Linked DNA regions of Rattus norvegicus: region 2 is linked to region 1. A link is a contact called in public Hi-C data. All regions are on one chromosome and are shown on one strand. The core of a region is the stretch at or near the end of the contact, and the rest is flanking DNA. Distances in the headings are between cores, read along the strand shown. Region 1 holds the start of Fgfr2 (fibroblast growth factor receptor 2). Region 2 overlaps Ate1 (arginyltransferase 1).

What was found. Hi-C and Micro-C count contacts between places; a contact is called where the count stands out from the background.
Region 2: a contact with region 1 is called in a Hi-C map of the A7r5 cell line, with 6 times the contacts expected there. The contact joins the enhancer-like site here to the promoter of Fgfr2 in region 1. A contact is called at or near these places in 6 of 12 Hi-C or Micro-C datasets (the A7r5 cell line, Schwann cells, frontal cortex and 3 more) and 1 of 1 datasets of contacts at active chromatin or transcription factors (oligodendrocytes).

Annotation. Positions count from the first base shown.
Region 1 is chr1:194,276,703-194,283,577 of GRCr8, forward strand. It overlaps Fgfr2 (fibroblast growth factor receptor 2), which reads right to left and starts at 4,212. Exons shown (of 18, transcript NM_001109892.1): 1 at 3,760-4,212.
Region 2 is chr1:194,471,199-194,478,073 of GRCr8, forward strand. All of the region lies in intron 8 of Ate1 (arginyltransferase 1), which reads right to left. Among named protein-coding and RNA genes, the nearest start is that of Ate1, 36 kb to the right of the region's middle. Within about 2 kb of position 2,838, at least 3 of the 93 cell types and tissues checked have an H3K27ac peak or open chromatin away from gene starts, as enhancers often do.

The DNA of each region.
Region 1 (6,875 bases), core at 2,962-5,461:
CCCCGTGCCAGCCAGCTTAAACCCAGATGGGATAAAAACCGTTTCTCAGCCTCTCAATACATTCGCAAACACATTTTTTCTCATTATCGGAAAAGCCTTCCATCCTCACCTCAGCGTCCCAGGTGTTTCCAGAGGCGTCCACAAACTGGAGTAAACCAATCTTTTCAAAAAGCTTACTTTTAAGACACACAAAGATAAACCATCACTATAGGACCCAGCCACCCAGCCATGCAGTGCGCCCCTCCATCCACTATCAAGCCACCAGGTTGCTGAAGCAACTTGACCTTCCTTCCTCTCAAGGACAACTGCAAAAAAAAAAACAAAAAAAACAAAAAAAAAAAAAAAAACCGAGTTTAAAACGCTGGGCTTGGCACGACCAGCCTCATTAACTTCTCTTATTCCAGCTGGCCTTTAAGAAGCTGACTGGAGGAAGGGTTTGCTCTGAGAGCCGCATTTCAGCTGAGCCGAGCTGCATGTCCCCCGCTCCAGAATGGTTCTCAGAAAGAAAAGGAGACCGACAGAATCAAAGAATCTCAGGAAGGCTACAAAAAAATTCCCACCAGTTTACACTTGTCAGAATTCATTTTCAAACGCGGGCGTGTATTTCAATCTTTCGCCAAGCCGCCACTTACAAAGAGTGAGTTTAATCCAACCGGGGGATTCAAAGCCTGAATTCCCTTCCACTGACTACGCGGCAGTGTACAGGCAGGCATACTAACTAAATACCTTCAGCGTACGTCAAAGGGGTAAAGATACAGAGCAGATACAAACCTTGAGGAATAATTCAAGATTCTATTAGGAACGGTGATGATATGTACAAGCAGTTTGTGGTGTGTGATTGGCCTGCGAACTTTCAATATGTAACCTATTGGCTAAACTTCCCAAGTATCAGTTACAGGGGGCACTCAACTCATTAGATCCAAAGCAGAGAACTTCCCAAGAAAGCTTACCACAGTACAAATAGCTTTACGTTTGTTCAGTGTCTTCAGTGACTCAGTCTTGAGTCAGAATGCACAAGCTCTTAGAGAATCTGCTCAAACAGGAAAGGATCGGACAAAGCCATGGGCTTTGGATCCTGTGGTGTGCACATTTTATGAGACTGGGAATGGGTGAGCGTTTTAGAGAGAAAGAGAGAGGTGTCTAATCCCACACTTTTGATGCTTTCAATTAGAACACAGGATTTCGATCGACACTGCCAGAACCTCCCTGAAGCCCTCCCTATCCTAGGATCTGTTCCTTTCACCCTTCTCTGAGATTAAAAAGCAGAGAGGATGCACCATCTCCAAGAGGGAAATAAGAAGCTGTTGTTTGTTTCTGTCTTTTAAGCACAGGTAAAATGGTATAGCTAACAACAAAATCCAGGAAAGTGAGTGTCTGTCTGTCTGTCTGTCTGTCTGTGCACGCCTGCACGTGCACATGTGTTTGATCACGCATTTATGGGCCCAGGGTTTCTAGACACCTTGAAGGATTTTTGTTTCCCAAGTCTTCTTTCTTTTTAAAGCCAAGAGTCCCAAAAAGATATTTCACTGTCTATGTCTACATACCTGTCAAGGAGACTACACAAGCCTTCTCATTGATTTACTAAGAGCTTTCAGAATGCAGGTCAATCCTCCGCCTCTCTAGCAACTTTACAATCTCAGACTCTAGTAGGTCCTGCAGCAGGGTGCTCAGGCCACCTTCCCTACTAGTCACTACCCAGGAGTGCCTCAGTTCCAGCGGAATGTGGAAGATGGCCAGTGCCCCAGGCTGACTCAATTTGAACGTTGGTTCTTCGAAGGCCCAGTCCCACGGCAGCCCCCTCCTCAAACCTCTGTAAGGCGAGAAGTGAAGGCAGCAGGTCTGCGCAGCTCCTCACCGGAGTGGACAAAAGTGCTGAGCGACCTCCTAGGCAGGATAATTAGGTCCCAAGGCTCCGTGTTGGGAACACAGGCCCAGCATGCTGCTGGCGGCCACAATCCCAGCTTCCTGCCTTCAATACCATAATCCTTCCTGGAGGCTGAGCCCCAGAGAAAGCCCCAGCGTGTTTATTTTTTCCCCCTGAAAGGGGACTCTCTTCTCAGCCTAGAGGGAGGAGTCCTCACCCTCGCTCTGACGGATGGTTCTTCACGGCCACCCGCCCCTTGGGGTCATCTCCACACACGTCTGCCTCCAAAGACAGGCAAAGTGACCAGCAGAAAGGGCTGGCGAGCTTGCGCAGTGTTGTACACGTTTACACACACTCTTCCCCATCTCGCAAGGTTAATTTAAGGCCAGCCTGGAGGGAGTTGGGGGGGGGCAAGGAGGGGTGTGTTGCTACCTTAAAGGGTAGTTCCAGGATACCTCAGTGGACTGTGCAATTGACATTTTGTTCCCAAGTGGATTTCTCATGGGAGAAGTCAACACTCCCAGGTTAATACTATATGTAGGCCCCCTAACCTGACTCAAGGCTCCTTTACTTCTCGATCCCGGATGAATTAAGGAAGGGAGCTGTCATGGGTTCGAGGAGGCGAGGAGGGGGGTCCTAAACACAATGAAATCCCAAAAATATAAACTGCCGTACTCCGAGCAGCTTGGGGTGCACATCGCCACCCTATTTCATTGTAGCGTTTCTTTCATTTGTCAGCCTGGAATATCCTGTTTTGTCCCTCTTCTTGGGGCGCTAAAGAGCTCTGAGAAATCTGCATTTTAATTGACATTCCAACGAGAGGGAGAGGGGCGCCTGATTGCTTTTCTATTCAAACTAAACAGGCTTTTCAGATGAAAATGAGTCCAGGCTGGTAGAAGATTTACAGGGATTTGGGACGCTAAGGACAATAGAGTTTTAAATGTTGATAGCGTTTCACACCAAACACATAATGGGTGCCCAGAGTTTGAAAGCAAGTCTGCTTCTAAGGGTAGGTTTTATTGAACTGGGGGGGGGGGGGAGACGTGGGGGGGATTGAGGAAGGAAGGTCTTGGGAAGTTTGCAGGGGCGCGGAGCTGAAGCTGGCCTCCCGCGCCTGCCCCCTGGCCGCGACGGTGGAAGACAGCGCCACGCAGGGCCCTCTGCCGATTCCCCCGCGCTGAAAGAATGAGCGCGCAAGTTAGAACTCGCCTGTGCTTTCAACATCTCGGCGCGGCTGCGGTAGGAGCTGCTAGAAGAACTAGGAAAAGTCGGTCCAGTTCGCCCCCTAGCCCCAGGCGCGCGGCGATCCCTCCTGCGCCAACCGCTGTGACCAGAGAGGGACCGCCAGCACCGGAATCCCGAACCAAAGCCATTGCCTCCCCAAAGGTGTCATCCGGGCATCTCCATCCCTTTGGGGATGTTGCCTGACACACTCCAGCAGTTTCTTCCCAAGAAAGAACCTCTCCCAAGGGTCTGTGTAGTACCAGGCTGGAGCTTCCAGAATCCAAGAACCAGGCACCCCAAAGATGCCCTTCCCGAACCTCCGCCTATGGGCTGTGCCACTGGCAGGCGGCCCCACGGCGCGCCGGCTCTGAGCTCAAAGGAACGCGCCCAGTAGGCAGGACTGTGCCCGCCGGAGTCTGACAGGAAAGGGGTGCCGGCGGCAGAGACAGATGTCAGCATTTGGATGGAGGTGCTGAAAGAACCCCCCCCCAAAAGCCAGCCATCCGCATTCATCCACTCCTCCATCACCAATACAGCCAGAGACTGACAGGGCGCGCCCCCAAATCGTTTTACCCGCGCCCTCCTCCCCGGGATCCTGCGCCTCGCATCCTCCCACTGAACCCACTTTCCCGGCTGGCGAAGCTCCGGAAGGCGTTCGGTACGACGATTACCTTGAATGGCAGCGCTCCTCTGCGCTCGGTGTTGGCGTCGAAGCCCTGAGTGGGTCGGGATGGAGCAGGCGATGAGCTCGGAGGAAAACTCCAAAAAGAGAATGATCCCTTGGGTGGAAGCGGGCGCCAAGGTTCCGAGGCTTCACGCGCGCTGGGGATCGCAGAACAGCGCGGACATGACGCCGGAGCTGCCCTCGGATCTGGGCAGCAGCAGAAGAAAGAACTGGGGCTTGGCGTTGCCTACTCCAAACTTTGCTGGCGAGTGGTGAACACTCGCAGCGCTCAGGAACGCTGAGGCCCGGGGGCTCACGCCCGGCCCCCGCCAGCCCGGAGAGCAGTCGCCACGCCGGGCCAGGGACACACAGGCAGCCTCAGCACCGGAGCTCTGGCAGCCGCGCGCTCGATCGTCCGTGCGCCCGCTCTGCGCCCGCCGCCGCCGCTCGCCTCTCCCGGCGCTCTCCCCGCGCCGCCCGCGCCGCCGCCGCAGCCTCCTCGGGCGGGTCACGCCCCCCGCTGAAACCCGAGCCGTTTCCTGGACGGCGGCGCCCGCTCTGCCAATCAGCGCTGCGCGCTGGGGCAGTCCCGAGCCCCGCGCGGCTCCCGACGCCTAGCAGCCGCAAAGAGACACCCGCCAGGCAGGCGAGGGGCCCCGCCGCGCTGCCCGCAGGGGTGCACAGATGACCTCTCGGAACCCGGCTAGTGAACCGCCCTGTACGCCTCTGTCCCCTCGTAGCCAGCCAGCTTCGGTGCAGAGAGAATAAGTTAAGTTGTTTTATGTCAAGTTAGGAAACAAATGGCAGAATGCTGTGCAACTTCAGACACCTTAGAATAGGTCTGCAGCGTACTAGGGCCAGACATTTCGCGTCACTGAAGCTTCGAGGGTAGAAGCAGCTAATGTTCGTGGAAGGTGTTGCATTATCTTGTTCTTCTGAACAATAGAAGGGGGCGTGTGTTTGGGAAAGGACCAAGTGAATAGGTAATTGTACTTAGTCCGCACATCTGCCCACAGAGTAACATAGCCAGATTCTGACAAGAAAACTGAAGATCCGAGAGGTTAACACAACTGGCTGCTGGTTGAGCCCTTAAATGTGGCTGTCTTCGAAAAAGCCAAAAACAGAAAACATCTTGTTTAATAGTATCAATTAAACACAAACATAACGAGATTAACATAAAGAAATCCAAAGGAGGGCTGGAGAGATGATTCAGAAGTTTAGAGTGCTTCCTGCCTTCCAGAGGGCCAGAAACCAATGGCTGGCATACTATCAGGCACTCACAATGGCCTGTAACTCCGGCTGCAGAGGCATCCAAAACCTCTGGTCTCCTTAGGAAGCTGCACTGGTGAACACAAAGATACAGTCACATAGTTTAAAAATAAAAATACCCCAGCTCCGAAAAAAAGAACCAAAAAATAAATAAATAAATAAAAATAAATATTTAAAAGAAAGTGAGGCTGGAGAAATGGCTCAGTGGTTAAGAGTACTACCAGAGACCGGCTCAATTCCCAGCATCCACATGCTGGCTCACAACCACCTTTTACTCCAGTTCCAGGGGCCCCGACACCCTCTACTGGCTTCTGGGGATACTGCATGCACAGTGTGCAGATGGACATGCAGGCAAACGTCCATAACTCATCAAATAAAATGAGAATGAATGAATGAATGAATGAATGAATGAATGAATGAATGAATGAATGGGAAGAAATCCAAGAGTCTAGAGAGGCATTGGAGATGTAGTGCAGTGGTAGATGGCTTGCCTTGACGTACAAGGCCCTGTGTCTGATCTCCACACCCACAAGAAAGAAACAAAGAAACAGAAACAGAAAATACATGCACTCTATCAGAAAAGAAAAAGTCGTCTGATCTTGAGCAAATTGGATTCCTCTCTCTGACTCTAACGTTGCAAAGCAGGAGTCTTTAACGAAACTGTCAGGCCGGGTTGTAACTGATTGGCATCTCCCATTTGTCTCTTCCACTAGACTATCTTGGGATCATTTATCTCTCAATATGTGTTCCCTTTCCTTCCTTCAACCCTTGAGCAACGGTGCTTAAGTTCAAGGCCACATAAATTGTAACCCTACACTCAGAAGTGTGTGAGGCAGGAGAATTGCCTTGAGTGCGGCGGGGGGCCGACTTGGTCTACATGGTAAGTTTGAAGACAGCTACATTGTGTCTAAATAAATAAATAAAATCTTGATTAGTGAGCCAATCATAATAGTACATGCTGTATTCCCAGACCTCACACGATAAAGAAAAGTTGGGGAGTTTGAAACCAGTCTCAGGTACGTGCTGAGTTCGTATCAGGCCTGGGCTCCCTGAGACCCTGACTCAAAAAAGTCACTAAGTTCAGGAAAGCCTAGACTCCCTCTGGTGCCTGAAGACAAACAAAGCCTCAGGAAAGCTCACCTGGGAAGCAGGTTTGGAAGAGGAGAGGTACGAGAATCCCTAACCCTCGACTTCATGCGGTTTACACACATGAATTCCTCAGGCATCCCCCACATGATCAGAGGATGGTCTTTACTCACAGCATAGCCTTGGAAACTTTTATGCAAATCACTTAAAATGGAGGAGTAGCAAATCCATTTCCAATGCCTCGGGCAAATAGTTATGAAATTATAGTTTGAGAACTCAACCAAAATAGCAGCCTGATTTCCAAACGAAGTGGTCTGTTTATATGTTTAGTGGAAAGGGGTGTGTTTTGGGTGAGTTCTATGGCCTGGATGGGAACACCGCAGCCAGGTACCACTGAACCATTCACTGGGGGGTGCCAACCTATGCTCATTCTCTGACCTGAAGTCACAAAGGGAAGGCTATGGTCCTGCTGCAAGATGGTGCTTCTATCTTTATGATCCCCACTGATGGGAAACTCCGTGTCTCAGGACAGAGAGACGTTTCCCTACTGCAGTGGGTCCACCAGCCATTGAAAATGAGGTTAACACATTCTCACATAAATTAATGGCCCAGGAAGCCACTGTCCCTGTCCCCCATTCATTCACAGCTTTATAGATACTGAATGGGAGGGAAGCCCTTCCGCTGAAAACAAAAACACCTTCTTCAACGTCAGAGGCAGTGTGCAGAATTTGTTCTTTATGGAGATAAAAAGGTAGCCATCCAAAGTCC
Region 2 (6,875 bases), core at 1,588-4,087, 190 kb after region 1:
AGCACTATCTAGCCACACATGCACAACGCTTACGCTGCATTCACCACAGCAAACTCAAGAAAGGATGCCTTCGGCTCAACTGTTTGGCCTTACTGGAAGCTCTGCCCAAGCCAGAACTGCCCAATAGGCGTTAGATGCAAGGGAAGGGGACAGCCACCAAATGACGATCCAGTGCTTCTGTTCCAGATCTCTAATTGGTGCCTTTGAGTAATAACACTCAATTCCAATTCAAGTGTGTGGGTCACAATCTGAACCTACAGGATTATTTCCTAATATATACAGCTACAAGGAACAAGACCCTGCTCCTCTCTTCTCCTTCTCCTTCTCCTTCTCCTTCCTCTTCCTCCTCTTCTTCCTCCTCCTCCTCTTCTCCTTCTCCTCCTTCTCCTTCTCCTTCTTCTTCCCTCCTTCTCCTCCTCCTCCTCCTCCTTCTTCTTCTGATTTTTCATTATCACCATCAGACTGCTGACCATCACCTACAAATACCTATGCTTTCACTGGGTACCTCCTGCTACCTGGTTTTACCTCTTCAAATAAAGCTGGGCCTAAGCACTAGTCTAAAACAGGTAAAGGTTCCCACCAACTCAGTAGCTGGCCCATCTCCACAGCACTGCAATCATGACAGCTCTCAGCATGTCGGGTTGTTGGTGTTCTCCCTCCACACTTAGGAGGAAAATTACCCCAACTCCAGCCCCTTCCCATCATGTCTCCTCTCCCTCTCACAACTCCTCCTTCCAAGTTCTGTGTCTTCCCAGAGTGTTTTCCTAAGTCTTTTCAGAAAGCCAAGCAGTTCCCCACTCAAAAAAAAACTTGAAAAATGGTTTGAAAGCTTTTAAGAGTATTCATGGCGTGTTAGCTAATATTATGAAGATTAATAAAATGGTGCTAGGGTTGGGGATTTAGCTCAGGGTAGAGCGCTTGCCTAGCAAGCACAAGGCCCTGGGTTCGGTCCCCAGCTCCGGAAAAAAAAAAGAAAGAAAGAAAAAAGAAAATGGTGCTAAAGTATTATTTAAAGCATATCAATTTCAATACTGACCTCAGCTAGGTAGGTCACAGAGTGGAAAGCGCAGTGCCATCCGTGTCTGACTCAGGTCATCTATTACATCTAAGATTCACCCCTGTTCCTTCAGATTGCACTGTACTCATTCACCAGCTGAAACAAGCTGAGTTCTTTCTAGCTTCTGGCTTTGATGAACAATGCTGGTATAATCATTCATGTATAATTATTTATGAGGATACATACTTTTATTTCACTTAGGCATAATCAAAAGAAGTGAGTTTCAGAATTATAAAGTACCTGTGATGTTTTGAAAAACAGCTGAACCTTGGCTCTACATTTCACTTTCCTACCAAGCAAGTAAGAGAGTTCTAATTTCTCCACACTGTGCCAATCCCTGTCTGTCGTTTGACTCTACTCATTTAGTGAGCTAACGGTGATTTCTCTCTGGTTTTAACTTCCATTTCCCAAATGAATATCAACAGACTGTTTCTCTTGTGTTTTCTAGACATCTGTCTCCTCTGGAGAAGCACAACAGTAGTGTCTTACCCACTTTTAACTAGGGTCTACTGTTGTTTAATTAGAGTGCTATTGTATTCTGCTGGTTCTTGATGCCAATTTAATTACACTTTCCATCCTCTCCAATTTACTGAACTTTGTAAAATACACCAGGATATGCTCTGGCGTGGTATACTTGAAAATACACCTATTTTAGATGTCGCAATGAAACCCATCATTTTGTATGCTAACAAATTTTAAAAGGGGACAGTGAAGAGATGTAGTTCAGTAGCAGAGTGCCTGCCTAGGCTATTCCATGCCCTAGATCTGATCTCTAGTACTGGGAGAAACAAAAAACAAAGAGGAGCAGCTGGAAAGCCAGTTGAAGCAGGAATGCTTTACAAATGAACCATGCTATCTGTAGTTTATGACTTGCTTGACTTCAAATGTGGCTTCTTGTCACTGAAGAGTATAGTATTGATAGGTCTCAATTAAGTAAAACTGTGACCACACTGTTCAAGCCTTGTAGATTATTTCTAACTTCGTCTAAATGTTCTCTCAAAGTATCAAGAAGTAGTCTTAAGTGTCACTGATTTAACTAGTTCTCCTTCTCCTTCACTTCTACTGCTTTTTATTTTTATTTTGAGGGTGTTATTTTTAATGGATCGCATTTTAGAATATATTTGACTTTTTGTCATTATGAACATCTTTCTGTCTTCAGTTTATATCAGACAAAGACAGCTCATCCAATGTTCTTATGGTAAATATTCATGGGAAAAGATTACTGCAGCCTTTTACCTGTAAGTCATCCACATCTTCATATTTAAGCGTAGAGCTTACTTTTTATTCTTTTATACAGGCTGACAATCTCTAATTTTTAAATGGACTGTGTAGCCCTAACTGTACAACAACATAACCACTGTCAGATATGGCGATTGAAATTTAACTAAAACAAAAATCTGAAAATTTTAAGTGTAATACAGTAGCCAATATAGTCAAAAAAGTTTGAAACAATGTGAAACTGAAATTTCCCATGCAGCCAAGTTTGATTTAGGCTTTTATATTTAATGTAATAAATAACTGGACTTAAGAAGGCCACCTTGCCATTGGTCTTATAGCTTTTTATATTTGTTCCAGTTATTTATTTCACGTTTCCTACTTTTTTACCTTTACTGAACTGAAAACAATCTACTACTGTATCTTATGTTCACCATCAGCTCACTGACATTATCTCTCTGTAATACACATAATGATTTTCACGAGGGAACAGTTTTGCCTCTTCAGGACTTTTGGCAGTCTGTCATCATCTACAGGACTGTGCTGATCGTCGTGGTGAAGTGCTACTGGCATCTAGTGGGCAGTGGCTAGAGGTGCAGCTAAGCTTCCAACTGATCAGAGCCACACAGCACCTAACTACAAAGCTGAGTGGTAATGTTCCTAACTCTCGCTCTGAAGCTCGGTAAATCCATTTCTGATCGCTAGCTTCCTCTGAGTAAGAATCCTGAATGTGAGCATCTCAGCACCGTGCCACTCTGTCTCTTGCCCACTTGCTTTTCCTGACCCATACTGTCAGTGTGGTTCTCAGCCCCTAGCTAGTCTGATCTACCTGTCTGTTCAATTTTCATCATGACAGAATATAAGGAATGTAATAAGCACAGACCTGTGGTTACAGATGCTGCTTCTCAGTAAGTATTATAATTCTTAAGAGAGAGGACCTGAATCTGAAATGAAGGATCAGAAGGACACACTTGAAGAAGTCCCCACGCTGACACAGGATCTAATGTGTGTTAACATGTGCTGCAGCAGCCTCTGTTCTCCAAACATGACAAGGAGACCACAGCCTACTGGACTGGCTGGCAAAGTGTGACTCTAAAGAGAATGTCAGGAATCTCTTGACCTCTGATACATCATCCCATTTATTTACCTGCATTTAATTGAAGACATCTGTAAGTGGTGCCACACAGAAATGTCTGTAAGCAGAAGTCCCCTAAACCTCGCCGGGAGGTGTACCTCAGCAGTTACAATCACACAAAGTTAGAAACAATAGAAATGCACTCTACCTGGCTTGACAAAGTGATAAAAGCTCTTTTCCCGTAAAGCTTAACGAGTCCTATTAGTCTTCACGAATGAAAGGGGTCAGCCCCACAGAGACAAGCAACTGACTCTCCACACATGGTCCATTCAAGTGACAACATATCAGATTACTGACATAATTACTATAACCTGAGAATTTCATTAGATCCATGTGCAGTTAAATGGCTAGGACTTACAACAAAGGGACCTGGTTCATTCACAGGACCTCTTATGGACAAAGTGAAGCTTTAAGTTGGCTATGTGAACTGCAAGTCTTCTATATTTTACCGTCTCTGTTGGAATTATTCTAGTTTTTGTTTAAATTAGGAAACTACATATCTCTGGCTAAAACGTAAGCTTAACCGTAAATTAAACATGTAGAGACTTCCAGCATTCTCCTGCCTTGCTGAGGTTTGCCTCTCAGACAGTGGAGTGAAACAGAACCAAATCCTGACTGAGCTCAGAGCTACTAAAGGAGATTAGGGATGGCTGCACTCAGGTGGCAGGCAGCACCTGTGGACTTCCAAGCCACTGGACTATCAGGAGAAACCCTTGAGGTATTCACCACCAGAGAATCGAGGGCAGGGAGAGGATCGTTAATTATCTCATCTTCCTCCCTATACCCAATAAGCCTAATAAAAATTTGTCTTAAAAATCAACTTTGCCAAGATGCAACACATCTCCAAATCACCAAGAAAAGTAACAGGAAATAGCAAGCTATCATCCAGTCTGATCATGATGCTTTTCCTTTACACTGTCCACCGAAGACTGCAGACTCCAAGCACTCAGCCCAGATTTTAAAGAGGGTAGTGACCCGGGATTTCAAAACCTTTATTGGTTGGTCCACTGTGAGGTAACTGGTAAACTCCAAGCCCTTTCTACAACTAATAACATTCAAAGACAAAAAGACAGACCTTCTAGTCTCAAGTAGGTTCAGTCAAGCTGAGACAGCAAAAGAGCTAAGAATATTAAAATATAAACAGTAAACTTCATTTGCTGTCAGATGAGTACTATAAATTATGAACAAAAGTCTGCTACACCTAGCCTCACTCAGGACACCAACGTCACTCAGTCATCTCTCCATCCATCCATCCGTCCATCCAGCCGTCCATCCAGCCGTCCATCCAACAAGTATTTACTAAAGCAGTGCCTACTATGTACAACTTACTACATTAAAAATATAAACATGGAGAAACAAGGACCTCTTCTCACTGAACTTACATTTAAGAGAAATTTATTGGTGAGACCCATTTAAAAGCATTTTTGCAAGTGGTCAATATCATGTAAATCAACAATTCCTAACCTAGGGGTTGTGACACCTTTGAGGATCAAACGATGCTTTCACATGGATCACATTATCAGATATCCTGCACATCAGATATTTACATTAGATTCGTAACAGCAGCAAAACTACAGTTATGAAGGAGCAATGAAATAATGTCATGGTTGGGATCAGCAGAGCATGAGGAAGTGTTTAGTGTCATAGCAGTAGGAAGGCTGAGAAGCACTGATTTAAGTATTAACTGACCAGAGATGTGGACCTTCACTTCAGCTTCCTCACTAAAACCTACACATGAAGCAACTCTACCTAACTTTACTGTTCTAAGCTGCATTTCTCATTTTACTAATACACAATTACATTTATCACGTGCACTTATTTTATCAACTATTTATATGATTTAACATAATTTTATACAAAATAGCAAAGATTTTTATTGATTCTAAAATATTAAATATATTAAATAGTCCTTTTATTAGTTTTCCTACACTGCCTTAGTTTTCAAAAAATTTATTTATTTGTATGTGTAAGAGTATTTTGTGTGTATGTATGTATGTATGTATGTATGTATGTACTTCATGTACACCTGCTGCCCAAAGAAGACAGAAGAGGGTGTTATATTCCCTGGAATTGGAGTCATAGATAGTTGTGGGCCACTAAGCAAATGCTAGGAAGCAAACCAGGTCCTCCATAAGAGCAGCAAGCGAGCCATCGCTCTAAGCTCTGAATGACCTTTAACTACATTCATTTTCAGGTATAAAAGTAAGTCTCTTTACACAGGTAAACAAAACTGTCCAGCCTTTTCTGTCTGATACTTCTCACATCTGTGCTCAGAAAGCACTTCCTCAGCTTCAGCAGACAACAGAGTGTATGCTGTCTCCAAGAGTCTTACGAGTTCTTATTTCTATTTTATTATTTAAAGTTGTTTCCTATACTATGCTCAGTGTTGACCACTAATCACTTCATTTCATCATAATAACCTGTGTTACTCCCATTTTCAGAGGAATTAAAAGACTTGCCCACAGGCCACCCATATCCCTCTCAACTCAGCCCAGCCCTTTCACTGTTATACTCTGCCTCCATGTTAAGACTGAAGGATTAAAGAATGTAACCAAACCTGGCTAGTACCAGCTTCTCTGGTCTGGTCCACTTCCCCTGGTGACCATTCAAACTGGTCATAGGTCATCACTCATTATTAAGAAGAACAGCTTCAATAATCAAATGATTACAGCATCATCATAGAATAGAAAAGGGAACAACTCTCAATGTAAAAAAGTGATCTGAGACAGTCTCAGAAAGAAAATAAAGCTAGGGGCTGGAGAGATGGCTCAGCGGTTAAGAGCACTGGCTGCTCTTCCAGACGTCCTGAGTTATTCCCAGCAACTACATGGTGGCTCACAACCATCTGCAATGGGATCTGATGCCCTCTTCTGGTGTGTCTGAAAACAGCTACAGTGTACTCATATAAATAAAATAAATCTTTTAAAAATTAAAAAAGAAGAAGAAAAATATAAGGCTACAGTTCAACCCTGAAAAGGAATATGACTTACGAAGCTGGGAACTGAGAAAGGAAGCTCTTAAACTGAAACAACAGAAGCAAAGAAAGAGACAAGGCTAAGACAAAAATAAAAATAAATAAATTGGAGTATGAAGGGCTAAAAGTCCAGCTTAAGAGGAGAATACAAAATATTACAGGATTTGAACAATATACTTCAGTTCACAAATATGCTGCCTCATTTCAACAGATGGCTCAGGGAAGTTTTGATTTCTAGTGTCATGTGGCTAGTAAGTAAAGACACATCTTAACCCTGGCAAGGCTCTAAGCCCAGCCTCTAGATTTACAGTGCTTTGCTTTTTCTAAGTCTCTACAATCTTCTACAAGCATTTCTGCAGCCACAGCTCACATGACTCTGTTCCCTGAATATCCAGTGACTTTTTTTTAATCTCAGTTTATGTCTTTCTGAGTTCCAAATGACAAGCAGGATGAAGACTAAATGAGCAGCACAGGAAGCGTCAGGAACAGCGCCT